Regions from separate parts of the Gossypium arboreum genome. Here region 1 is linked to region 2. The links are chromatin contacts, called in public Hi-C maps. All regions are on one chromosome and are shown on one strand. Each heading gives the region's core, a stretch centred on a gene start, on an enhancer-like site or on the middle of the called end of the contact. The rest is flanking DNA. Distances are from core to core; before and after follow the strand shown.

Evidence for each region. A called contact is a pair of places that touch in the nucleus more often than the background predicts.
Region 1: a Hi-C map of leaf shows a contact between it and region 2, with 2.6 times the contacts expected there. The contact joins the promoter of LOC108479687 here to the promoter of LOC108467921 in region 2. A contact is called at or near these places in 2 of 5 Hi-C or Micro-C datasets (both in leaf).

The regions. Positions count from the first base shown.
Region 1 is chr10:99,175,447-99,178,146 of ASM2569848v2, reverse strand. It overlaps LOC108479687 (beta-amylase 1, chloroplastic-like), which reads right to left and starts at 1,427. Exons shown (of 4, transcript XM_017782420.2): 1 at 528-1,427. The coding sequence starts at 1,162.
Region 2 is chr10:98,805,183-98,807,882 of ASM2569848v2, reverse strand. It overlaps LOC108467921 (auxin-responsive protein IAA13), which reads right to left and starts at 1,410. Exons shown (of 5, transcript XM_017768741.2): 1 at 568-1,410; 2 at 158-480; 3 at 1-70. The coding sequence starts at 932.

The DNA of each region.
Region 1 (2,700 bases), core at 178-2,677, 370 kb before region 2:
GGGCTTATGAAAATTTCCATACAAACCCCATATTCTCTGCCTGGAGAGATGGAGAGAAATGAAAGCTACCACCGTACCCTCCGTGAAAATGGGTCCTTATCCTTCGTAAAAAAAAATTTTTCTGATTCATGAACTTTTAAAATAGGTTCTGAAAATTTATTTCCATATCTATCTCCAAATTTAATTTCTTTCGGTCCCCTTTTTACCCCACTTTTGTAAAAAGATGCAATGAAAGCTTACGTTATCCCTTCATCTAAATTTTTTTTTAAAAACGTTGGTTCATCTGATTGTCTCTTTCAAATTCAAAAAAAAGCAAATGATTGACTTGGAATCAATAATTAATCAAACGTGTAAACTTTTCTTTCTTCTTGATTTTCAAAAAGGTATCCCATCCCCACAAAAATTAATTTAAAATTACTATTTTTTAAATAAAATTTTCATAAGCTGAGTAACGGGATCTTGAAGAAAAAGAAGGGTTTAAATTTTAAAAGTTAAACAGTAAAGAGAGGTAAGGAGGAGATACGAACGTGCAAGAGTCACCGACGTTGCCGCCACACTGATGGAATGACATGACAGCCTGGACTTTAAGGCCATGCTTCTTAGCCATCTCGAGAAGCTCGGCGTAGCCACCCCAATTGTAAGCACCCGGCGCTTCCCTCTCCACCAGCCCCCACCAAACGTCAATCATTATCCCCTCCACTCCCGCGCTTTTCAGCGCGTGGAGACTCGCATTCATCGCCTTCTTTCTATTCACCGTATTCCCGTTCGTCACGCTATCCAACGGCATCATCACGTAAACCGGAACCCCTTTCTTCTCCTCTTTCTTCCCTCCCTCCTTCCACGCCACCGACGCCGATGACTCCTCAGCCGTCTCCAGCGGTGATAACGTCCCGTAGGCCTGGCAAGCGGCGGACAGATCCGGACGCAGCGACGGACTCATCATAGCCGACCTGTTTGCCGCGCTTCGCGGCGTCAGCGGTGGAGTTAACATTGGAGGGGACAGAGCTTCTCCTGGGGCGTTGCATCGGAGATTCGCCAATGGAACTTTCCGAACTCCCGACACATTAGCCGTCGCTGAGGATGATTGTTCTCCGGTAGTGACTTCAGCTGCAATTTGTGTCCCGGCTAGAGATCCAATCTGATGCGCCAAATTCAACGCCATTTTCTATTTATTCGAATTGTTTGGCTTTTCCGATTACCTGTCAGAGATGAGAAGAAAAAAGGAAATGAATCTTACACCCTTTTCTTTTTTGTTTTGCGTAAATTTATTCAGTTGGGGATGTTTCCGACTTTGAATGTGAGCTGAGGCTTGAAGGTGTTGTGAGATGAAGTATTTATAGAAACGAAATTTAAAGAAGGGGCGATCCAGGAGGCAACGGCTACGATTGCTGGACTCACGTGAGAATGGACGGTTAGATTAAATAAGTGTCGTGAACGCGTTTTTTTGGAGTGAGGGACTAAAAAATAGGATAGCGAAAGAGATAGAGGCACGTGTTTATAAGGGAACATTCACGTGTCCGATCCTTTCGGCTTAAGACATAGGATAAGAGGATTTAGTGTTTTGTTTCTAAGGCTACTTAGACGTCCACGCAAGGGGCAGGCAGGGGGACAGGTGGATGGTTTTGAGGGGCGGTAGGACGGCAGATAATGCCACCTTCTGTTGGTTTAAGACACATAGGGTCCGTAATATCGGGTGATTCAGCATAAATCAACGGTAGAAACCGAATTTAGGGTCTGGCCCGATATCATATGATTGGGAATTGGTGGCTCTGATTCACTTTTGATTCTTGTGTGGACCACCCTTGAATCTTGGATACATTATGGGGACTGCTGCCAACTTCTTCCTTAAGATTTGTGAAGAGAAAACGACCTATACCCCATAAATTTGAACTGCGTAGGAAACAGCATAGATAAGATAGTAATTAAAATTTAGAATATTTGAGAATTAAATTTTTATATCGGTGTAATTTTTTTTTAATTCACATAATCATCCTTTAACATTACAAAAAAAAAATCATTTTATCATTTTATCATTTTATCTTTTATTTAACTTTTCACCTTTTCTAGACCAAGCTAGAAAATTTTAAAATGATAAAATTAAATTATAATTTTACGATAATAAAAATATTATTTTATTATTTTAATAGTTTATATTTTTATAATTTTAAAAATTAAATTAAATTGTTATCATTTTAGGAAACTAAATTACAATTTTACCTTTATTAATTTAAATTAAAATTTTATAGGGCCTTAGTAGAAAATTTTTCATTTTAGGAGGTTAAGGCCCTCGCCAAATTTCCTAGTTATGCCCTTGTTCTAGCTTTTAAATTTGTATTTATTTTTTAAAATAAAGTCATCTCAAAATAGATTGAAAAATTAACATTTGTAACTTTGTTAACGTAGCATACACCTAGATTGCCATGTGGATGACATGTCAGCATTAAATTAATTTTTTAAAAATTTTAAAAATTTTAAAAATTATTTCTAAAATTAAATGGTTAAAAATATAAAAAATATAATTCTTTTTATGTTTTAATTTTTAAAAAAATTAATTAAATATTGGCATGTTATCCACGTGGCAATCCACGTGTATGCCACATTAGCAAAGTTAACAAATATTAACTTTTTCACCTATTTTTGGGTGATTTGATAAAAAATATAAATTTAAGGACTAAAAGACGAAAAATAAATAGAGGGTCA
Region 2 (2,700 bases), core at 161-2,660:
TAAGTCAAAACAAATTCAAATGATCCATCCAAAAGCTTAGAAGCCTTGGTTAATTGTTCCTTCTCTGCACCTATAAAAAAAAGGGGGGGGGGGTTAATTGCATTAACATCACCACACAAAGCAGAGGAGGAGTAGAACACAAGTAAAGAGGAATTACCAACTGAGTTAGTAGATCTGAGGAACATATCCTCAAGTGCTTGAGCCAAACTCTGATAGCAAGAATGAGCATTCAAATCAACTTTCCTTCCTATTGGGATTCCATCCATATTCACCTTAACAAACCCAAGATGTCCTTTTTCATTAACAGTAGTTGTTGAACTGATTTTGTTACCATTGTAATTAAGTTTCTTCTTCAAAGCATCTTTGGGTTTATCTTTTTCACCAATTCCACTGTCTCCTTCATCAGCTCTTTGAGACTTTGCTTGGTTCACCAAGCTGTTCATCCTATAAGCTCTTATGGGTGGCCATCCCACAACTTGACTGCTTCCACTAATAAAGCATTAAATTGAATAAATTGAATACAACACAGAAGAGAAGAAGGTTTAATAAAGTGTTGAAGAAATAAACCTGATACCAGTAGGGGATCCACCCTCATGGGAGACAGATTCAGCAGCTCTTTTGGTCCCAGAAACAGAAACAGAAGGACCGCCATTTTTGGTTCTATGAGAAACCACAGAAGGGAAGTCCTTTGCAGTCAAGATTCTACCACACTCACCCCATGAAGAAGTGGCAGTGGCAGGCTTAGTTTTCCCTGTAGCACCACCAAGGCTCAGCCCCAGACCTAACTCCAACTCACTCTCAGCTGGATATGAACATGCCTCAGAAACAACCTCCACTTTAGACAACACTGCTGATTCATTTGTAGAAACCCCAGAAGAACCACCGCCGCCACCACCACCACCACCGCCAAGTAAAACTAACTCACCTTCCATCACTAAACAAGGAAAGAAATTCAAAGATCAAGACGTGTTACAAGTGAGAGGGGAAAATAAACAAGGGCTTTCTTTTTTTTTTTTTGGGAGAAGAGGGAGGTATAGGGGAGGGCAAAAAGGGAGAAGGTAGGTTAGAGAAGGTGGTGGAGGAAGTGATGATGATGGGACCCATATGTCTGCTAGTGCGCCTAGCACTCTCACCGGTCACCACTCTCTTTACTTAAAAAAAACAACATTTTTTTCCCTAGACATGATCATGTCTCTTTAGAATCTGGCTTTTCTTCTGTTTGTTGGAAATATATATGTTATAAAAAAATATGAAATCCAAAAAGAGAAAAATAAAAAAAGGAACTGTAAATCTGCAGACAAGAGTCAGGGCATATAAAACTAGGGAGTTAAGGAAGTAGGAGTTAATGTCTGATGTCTTTGGTCTAATTGTCGACATTCCAAAGTCTTTGTCGTTGTGAATGTGAGCTGTGGTTTAACTTGAAAGTATGCTATATTTATTCTACTTTTTCACCACATTTTACTTCATTTATTTATTTATTTGTAAGAATTTGATTGGGTGACTGAATTAGTTAAAATTGGTTCAATTTATTTAATAATGTTTAAATAAAAATAATAAAATTCTAGAATTTATACAATAAATATGTGCCAGTTAGCTAAACTCAAAAAAATAAATACCCAAAACAAATTTTAAAATAAGTTCCATATTGATATGGTTTGTCACTCGTTTTTTCATAATAATTTTTTCTGATTATTTGAAATCTATTGAATCAAAAATTTCAATTCAATTAATCAGTTTAATCCAAATCTCATATCACCAATTTTACCATATTAAAAATATTTATGCTTTCCATTCCAATAAAAAAATATTTATAGTCAAAAGTAAACCATTAAATAAACCAAAAATATTTATAGTAAAAGTAAAACATTGAATAAACAAAAAAAAAAAAAGTAAAGAAGTAATGATTTCAAGGTAAAATATATTAGATTTCTTTAAAGGAATATAGTTGAGTATAAATTTAAAATATACTCTAAATCCTACTCACAGTATTTTGAAAAATTACATCCCTATTTTTGTTTTAAAGAATTAATTCCTTTTACTTTTCAGGTTTAAAATGTAAATTTAATTGTTAATATTGTTAAAATTATTCTATTAAATTTTATTTTTATTACATGACTACAAAGTAAATTTTTTAATTTTAAAATATCACACGATTCAATTTAATGGAAATATTTTAGTAACATTAACAATTATGTGTACAGAAAATATATGGACTTAAAATGTCGTGAGTGTCCATTTCAAATCTTGCCTTGCATAAATTATATGCGGGCTTTATACAAATTTATGTATGGCTTAAATGACGCCATTTACGAAAGGTCTGTCCTGAGTTATTTTAATTTAAGATAAATTAAATTATGTCCAAATTGTACTTTGTAAAATTTAATTCAACATTTAATAATTCAAATATATAGATTGATAAGTAGAATTTTCATAAAAAAAATAACACATAATTTAACCTAGAAAAGTGAGATGAATAGACGTTATAATTATAATTATATGTTGTAACCATTCAAAACTAACACCTCAAGTAAATTGATTTTGATTGAATCAAATTGATTCATCAATTCAATATTTTTAATTTTTATTATAAATTTTATAACTATCTTCTTTTTACAACTTTTTCTTTATGCTCGAACATGACCTCCTTTATAAAATAAATAGGTAAATCCTAATTAATTATTATAATGATAAATTCTACTT